Regions from separate parts of the Lactuca sativa genome. Here region 2 is linked to region 1. Evidence: chromatin contacts called from public Hi-C data. All regions are on one chromosome and are shown on one strand. Each heading gives the region's core, a stretch centred on a gene start, on an enhancer-like site or on the middle of the called end of the contact. The rest is flanking DNA. Distances are from core to core; before and after follow the strand shown.

Region 1 (4,301 bases), core at 708-3,207:
TTAGACAAAATTGCAAAAATGGTGTCTGTGGTTGGCAAAATTATGTAGTTTTGGTCCAAAACAAAATGTTGGTGCACAACTGGTCCAATATTAGATACCTTGTGTGGTTTTGGTCCTTATGGTTGACATTTTTGTGTGTTTTTTTGTCTAGACTCACCCTCTCTCTTTCTCTCTCTTGGACCCACCGATTTATTTCTTCCCAGTTCTTTTTAATTCAACCATCACCTCGGTTACCATTACCACTGCCTTACCGCCCGTCCTCTTCCTGGAACACCACCATTCTCACCACGGTCGAATACCGAAGAAGAAATAAAGAGCGAATATGGTGGCGTCGGCGAAAAGGGCGAAAGTTTTCAGAAACCATCACCACCGGCACCATCCAACTTTCTTCGTCTCTAAAAAACACCACCGCCGAAGATCTACATTTTTTAGGTTTAGGGTTTTCATTTCAGAGGGTTAGGGTTTCCTAACTGCGACAGATGATATAGGAGAACAGTGATGGTATACGAGATTGATGGTGGTGGCTGAATCTATTCTAAAAACTCTAGCCCCGACGTTAGCTTCAACAGAGGAGTGATGTATATGTGTTATGATTTTTGATAGAGGAATGATGTATATGTGTTATCACTTTCAACAGAGGAGATTGATTGTGGTAGCCCTCACTGTGATTCAGGGAAATGAGTATGAGATTATTACTCTTTCCATGGATTCCATTAGTTCCACAAGGTAAAAATACTAAAATTGTTTGTTTCTTCACTACACTATATTGAAAAGCTACGAGTTTAGGGTTCTTAATTATCTAGGTGTCCTTGAATTGGGGATGACTGTGGTCCGACGGTTTGGGAAACAATTTGTGATGCTATTTTTGTTTCGCCAATCTAATGGTGATTGTTGATGATGGATCTCAGATTGATAGTGATTCTTGATGATGGCTCTCGTTTTTCATCTTCATATTTCAATGATTGTTAACTATAAATTTGCATAGAGTGTGAATTTATGCTTATTGTTTGAAATGGGGTTCCTGAGATAAGTGATTATGGAAGTTGGTTTGGGGGAAATTTTGCATCTGTATCTAGTATATTTTGCACAACATAGGTACACATAATTGGTTTTAGTTAGCCACAACAGAATCTGGAGGATTAATCAAGATGGATGAAAGAGGGCTTTGTCTCCAGAACCTAGAGAGTTTCAGGTGGTGACATATATATATATATATATATATATATATATATATATATATATATATATATATATATATATATATAGAGAGAGAGAGAGAGAGAGAGAGAGACTTTTTTCTCAATTTTAATTAATGAAAAACATTTGAATAAATATAAAAAAACAAATATAAGGGTATAATAGTCTTTTTATATTGATAAAGACCAAAAACAATAGAAAGATTCAGTTTTGGATCAATGGTGCACCAACTTTTCGTTTTAGATTAAAAACACATAAATTTACCAACCACAGGGACCCTTTTTGTAATTTTGTCTTCAAATTATATAAACAATGTTGAAAATTAACAAACCAAACACTCTCTATACTTTGTTCATGAGACTTTTTGAAGTCATGTTATATTAGGAAATTTTTTGATAAAGTCTTAAATTTATTTTTTAATAAAAAGTCTCAATTATTTAATATTTTTTTAAATTATGTGATTTTTTCAAAATAATATATTTTTTTGTTTAAAAAAAATATTTAGAACTTTATCAAAAAGAAAATTAAAATAATTAAATTTTATAAAACCCTTTTAACTATGTGGTAAAAAAAAAATAACACCAAATTTTTAACTTTCTTTTAAATCCACTCCAAATTTGTTTGATTAGGTTAAAGTCAATCTTATGGAAAAATAAGATAGAATCCAAAGGCTGGCGGCACACGCATTACGAAAACCTTGTGACCCGCAAACACCTTTTGGTCCCACAACAAAATGGGCAAAAGTGGCTGCTTTCATAACCCCCCACCATAAAGAAAAAAGCGAATATGCTTTGCTCTCATCTCTGACAACCAAAATCAAAATCTTTCATCTTCATCCTCAAGCTTCGTCTCTCGTATAAAATCCCATAAATTACTCGTATTATTACTTTACTTTTAGTTTTCTTTTTCAACCAATGGAGACGCTACATCAGATTTTCATAACGGTTATTGCAGCTTTTGTGTTCTTTGTCCTGATTGCAAAGATCGCATCTTCAGCGACCAATGGCGATGAATATGATCATCGACGTAGTAGGATCCGTGATTTCAGTAAGGTTTTGGCGGAGGAGCTTAATCCAAAGATGGAGAAAAGTATTAGTAAAAGGAAAAGTTTGAAGAAAGTCCGATTTGCCGTCGATCATGAAGGAACTTTAGTCAATAAAGTCGTCGCCGGACCATCGGAAACTAAACAAGTAGTGTTTGAGAGTCAACATGATGCAGAGATGATACGCTTCAATGACGTCGGATCGGTGGTGAAGTCACCGGAGGAAGAGTTTGGCGGTGTTGAAAAAGCTGAATTCAATGATTTTAAGCCAATGGCGGAATCTGTTAGCCCTAGTGTTATTGAACACGATGAAACAAAAGAGGGAAATACTGATTCGATTGATCAGAAATCAAGCCAAGCATCAATGATTCCTGACGAAAATGCAGCTATTGGCGCGAAGCTGCTGTGTGATGATGGTATGGAAAAGAACGACGACGAAAGCTTGAGTGCCGTCGAATCGGTGGTGAAGTCACCGGAGGAAGAGTTTGGCGGTGTTGAAAAGGCTGATTATGATGATTATAAGCCAAAGGCGGAATCTGTGATCCATTGTGTTGTCGATGACGATCAAACCGAAGAGGGAAACACTGAATTAATTGATCAGAAGCTAAAAGGGGTAATGATTCCTGAACAAAGTGCAGCTATTGATAACAAGCATCAGATGTGTATGAAATTGAAATTGTTTTGTGATGATGGTATTGATGAATCCGAGAAGGAGAATGAAGGTCTGATTTCCGAGGAAGATGATTCAGATTCCGATGATGATTGGGAGGGAATTGAAAGGAGTGATTTGGAGAAGATGTTCGCCATGGCTGCAGATTATGGTAAACAAGATGATCATCTACAGAGTTTAGGAAGTGACATCCAGATGCAATTGTACGGACTTCATAAGGTTGCTACTGAAGGCCCCTGTCATGAAGCTCAGCCCATTGCTTTAAAGCTCTCCGCACGTTCCAAATGGTATTTCTCAACTTTCCTCTGCATTTTTTTTCATCCATTTTTATTATATCTATTTTCTGTTATTTTTATCATCTAGAAGAAAACAACTATTAATTGTTCGAACAGAATTGTGAAAACTATCTTTGTGGATTAGATATGGGTTGATGATATCTTGTGGTTGCAAGATTAAAATTGACAAAGAAAGAGACATAATGTAGGTTGACCACTTATGATTAGTTGTTGTCGACACATTAGTGAAAGCAAAACCGACATAATAACCATATTGCAGATACATTAGTTATGAAAAAATAATAAAAAAATGGATTAGTTAAGAAGATGAAAAAGCATCTTAGGACCTTATAGTTTTGATTGGTGATTAAGATATGAGTGATGGAGGGCATTACTATGCAAGGAATGCGTGGCAAAAGCTCGGGAATATGGATCCGGATGTGGCTATGGAGCAGTATATCACTCTTCTTTCGGAGAAAGTTCCTGAATGGTCACAAGGGATTCATTCTCTTGTAAGTGTTATTTTGTAACTCCTCATACGCATCTATATGTTAATATTAACATACGTTAATATTAACATACCCAATGTGCTCAATGCATAGCATTGAACACTTTGGTTGTTTTATTTAATACAACTCATCCATTATGGGGTTATACTTTTGGCAGGGAGCCGATTTATCTAGCTCAAGTACAACCTCAACCCTAGTCACTTCTCAAAAGTAAAGGTTGGCCATGACTTTCTTTTATGTATTTACTAACTTGCATACAAACTGACCCAACCCGTACCTTTGTTAATATTATTAGCCTCCCATGTGATAATATAATTGGTGCAGGAAAAGTGGAATAAAGTCCTGTATTGATGCCGATGAGCTAATTGGAGTTTGAGATTTCATATAATAAGGTACTTGTTTTTGAGTTTCGGATATTGTGAAATACTGAAATACTTTTACTATTATTGTTACTGTGTTTTGACTCTGTCTTTTATACGACAGGCTAATTATTGCGGTTGACATTTCTGCTACTACGAGAAATGGAGGATAATTTATGCTATGTAATTATAGTATATATTTATTATTTTAGCATTGGTGTGTTTGATTTAATAAATTGTTTGAATATT
Region 2 (4,141 bases), core at 1,566-4,065, 230 kb before region 1:
TTTTGGATCATAAAATTTTGAATCAAATTATTTTGAATAATAATATTTTGAATAATAATATTTTGAATTATAACGATATTATGCATCATATATTTTTGGATCATATTAATTTGGATTATAATACATTGAATTAAATAAAGTTTTTGTTCAATACAACATTTAATTATTATATTTTTTGAATAATTTAATTTTAAATCATAAAAAATATAATAATTAATGATTATTAAATATCTGAATCAAAATAATTTTTGATCATAACAAGTTAAGGATCATAAACATATTGTATTATAATATTTTTGAATGATCTCTATTTTGATCATATTATATTTAACATTTGTTTTAATAACTTTTAATCTTTTAGAATCAAATTTGGTATCTAAAACATTTTTATTTTTTACAAATTTTTTTTACAAAGTCATTAAAATAATGAGTAGAAGTATTTCTTTAATTTTTATAATTTTTTTGGAAAAAATTTTTTCTAGGTTTTTTTATAAATATATATAAAAAAAACATTATTTCAAACTTTCTTGATAAATTGATATAAATTGGCAGATACAATTGTCATTTTGTACGAACCAAACTTGTTAGTAACTAAACATATTGATATCAAGTATACTTGATAGAGGACCAGTAGAATTTTTGTTGTACCAACTCTAATTAATACGGTACACGGTTTAAGATAAAATATATCGGTAACCCTTAAAGAGTACCAAGTATACTAATGTACAACTCGATTCTAATTGAACATATTCGTTGATGAGTCTCTCATTGCTTAAACTTTTCACTGTTAGTTGGACTACTATAGATCGACATCTTAAGAGAGTTTACATGATTTACAGAACTGGATATTTTATAAATTTATGTTTTTAGTATTATCTACAAATTACTCGGTCACATTGTTTATTGACATCGAGAATACTTGTATATCGTGAACGATAAGTCAATTCTAATGTCCTACCGCCTTCAAAGGTCCACTCTAATGCCAAATAACAAGTCACTTATTTAAAGTGGCTTTCAACGACTCTTAACTTGTTCTTAAGTCACTTATTTAATTATATCCAAAAACAGATCAGTACAACTTTTATGTTTAACTACATTATTGTGATCACATCTGGTATATCATAAACAAATATATTTAATCATATTGGATACCACATAAGGTGTGAACACTACCTTATTTTACAGTCTAATAACATAATGAAACATAGAAAATTGAGGGTTATTTATTGGTGATCATTTTGTGAAATTATCTTTCTATTATGACAGAATTACCTTATTAACCTTGAAAACAAGTAGATTTGAAGAATTGACGAGTTTGTGTAGGTAGTAATTTGATGCAAAAACATTATAGATGAATATGCAATTAGAAGCAGGTGTCATTTTAGTAGAGCTTCTGAAACATAAGATGCAACAACACAGACATGATGATATTCATATTATAGACATATACTACTGTCATTCATTCATTCATTCATTCATTCAACCACATTTCACAGTAACCAACCAACCACACTTTAAAACCTTCTTTCCTTTTTCATTTCTTGAGATGAGGGAAACAGGCCAACACGTCAGCTTTAGGATGTTTTGCTTCAGCATGTTCCCTGCATTTCACCTCAGATGTTGTGCAAATGAAAGTTTGCATGCACACCTTGCACTGAAATATCCAATCAAACAACATTCATAAGCCCCGATAAGTTAAAACTATAACCTTTTTAATAATGTTAATCTTGTAAATATGTAGAAATTCAAGGACATTTTAGTAACTTGGCACTTGCCCACTTGACAGGCTGTTTTTTATGATGAGGATGAGAGGGTTTCTTCACAGTAAAAGTGGTGTAAATCTTGCTAAGAAAATAAGCCAAAAGCTCAACAGAATACCTAAACCTGGTTATTTTGGATGATCTTAGAAAAGCTTCTAAAGAACAAAGAAAAAGCTTCCTTTTGCAATTTTCCTGACAATAACCACATCAATGGGTCCCACTAGATCCTTAGAAGAGAATTACACTCCCTAGATCCTGTCTAGAGTTTCCAAATGCAAATTCGACATGAATTTTGTTGTAAATTCAAAGAAAAAACCATCATTTGCGTACCTAGGACCTTCTGAATATTTGAAGTTAAAGAATAAATTGTTTGACACCAAACATTTTAACAGATAATCAACTAGCAGCGATTATTTCATCAAAATCTGTGACAAATATCGACGGATCTAAAAGAGCACTACTATGATGGTCGTGTGTGAAAGTCGTAAAGAACTAGATAGATCCTATCTGAAAGTCGTACCACAAAGAGCTACCAATTTTCTAAATGAAAATGACGCGTTATTGGTGTGTCCAATAGAATCCCCAAACAGATGATTTACGAGACATCACAAAACCGATCATCAAAATACGATTGTTTTAGCTAATTTTGATAGCTTTGTAGTCATATAATAAAATGATTGTTGATGATTCAACAGATTAAGACCAAACCTGGATGTTCATAGCTTTTTTGTTGGCTTCAAGCTGACTTCCTGCGAAAGATAACATAGATAATCAGTCGATTACAGAGATCAAAGCATAGGCATCATGACATAGCAGGATCATAGATTAGATTGCCATATGTTTCACCGATCGGAAGGAAAGGGGGATCGGGGAAGGGTATTTGAGTAAATACGTACCTTTTCCGGCAGCTTTGGCCTTCTCCAAGTTCTTCTCACGGGCCATCTTGGATTTCTGAGCATTTCCGCCACCCATGGCTCCCTGATCTCTGCCTCTTTGTCTCTCTCACCCACCGAATTCAAAACCCTAATTCTACAATTTGGTGCGACTCTTTGGATGGAAATGGGTAGATATTTATACCCAATTATTTTACCGATTTGCTCTTTATTTATTTTTATTTTTTTCTTTATAGCTTCCGTATCTAACCTTTATTCGTCAAGTATATAGAATTTAGTTCCATCTACACGGACGTCTATAAATAAAAGAGGATTATTTAGGCCGAAAGATGATAGTAATGTTACGTAATATGTTTTGAAAGAGATAATTACTTAAAATGTTAATATATTTTTTGATTTTTATACATTTAGTTATTGCGTTTTTTTTTTCTCGTTCATATTTACCCTTTCAACTTGTTAAACTGTGTACATTTAATCATTATGACCGACTACTTAGGTTAGCTAGTAAAAATGATTTGACAAGGTAATATATTTCTCATTTTGTACACATTTAGTCATTATTATTTTTGTGCACATTTAGTCAATAATATATTTTTTTGTTGCAAAATAAGTCATTTTTGTTTTGGTACTCATTCAGTATTTATGAATGATTTTTTTTAGGTTTTTCTTACGACATCTTACGTGCAATAGCATATGGTAGTGGGATAGGTTGAGGTGGTCCTGCTATATATTGTAGGCCAAGATACCTTGTGCGGGTCGGCTGTAAGTTGTAGGCACGGAGGCTCGAGAAGAGTGGTTGGGTTAAGGCGGCATGCCAACAAACCCTGGGTATTCCAGTCCGATGACTGATTGGACCTGTTACATGTTGGCATTCCAGTCCGATGATTGATTGGGCCAAGGTATTCCAATATGATGAGTGTGGGCCCGTTATGCATGATAATACATTTGTTGTACATACTCATCAACAGTATTGAAGATTTTGCGTTTCTTATATTACTCTGATTTTCGATAAATGTATTTTGGAATAAACGTTTTTTCTTAATAATGGATTTATAATTAGGGCGTTTTGACTTAAGATGAGTAAGTTCTATGCATTTAAAGTGGAATGGAAAATGAGCAAGCCGGAATGGATTTAACTAAGGAATCTGATGATATGTAGGAAACATAGCGCATCTATAAGGGGTATCCAGTACGTTTAGGTGATTTCAGTAAGAGCATTGTACTATGCAGAGACAGATGCGTTGCATGATGGTACACGACACAAAGAAAGCATATTTCCCAAAACACATGGTCACTTAACTAGATATGGTGTGTCTAGTAGTTGAACGTGCCCGTTCTAGCAGACTTCATTCATGTATGTCTTATGTAAAACATATCAATTGGGAATCATTTTCCTTAAACCTCGAACCAGAGCCATGCTCTCGAGTTTTTTGGTTGGGAAGAAGGGAGAACTTGAAGCAAGAATGAAAAGGGTGTAAGGATTTAGAT

What was found. Hi-C and Micro-C count contacts between places; a contact is called where the count stands out from the background.
Region 2: a Hi-C map of seed shows a contact between it and region 1, with 6 times the contacts expected there. The contact joins the promoter of LOC111886981 here to the promoter of LOC111886968 in region 1. A contact is called at or near these places in 4 of 4 Hi-C or Micro-C datasets (bud, leaf and seed).

What each region holds. Positions count from the first base shown.
Region 1 is chr4:262,141,792-262,146,092 of Lsat_Salinas_v11, reverse strand. LOC111886968 (acyl-CoA-binding domain-containing protein 3) reads left to right here and starts at 1,957. Exons shown (of 5, transcript XM_023883200.3): 1 at 1,957-3,196; 2 at 3,588-3,696; 3 at 3,851-3,909; 4 at 4,018-4,085; 5 at 4,177-4,301. The coding sequence starts at 2,112. The coding sequence ends at 3,907.
Region 2 is chr4:262,369,739-262,373,879 of Lsat_Salinas_v11, reverse strand. It overlaps LOC111886981, which reads right to left and starts at 2,815. Exons shown (of 3, transcript XM_023883215.3): 1 at 2,657-2,815; 2 at 2,469-2,509; 3 at 1,353-1,654. The coding sequence starts at 2,732. The coding sequence ends at 1,535.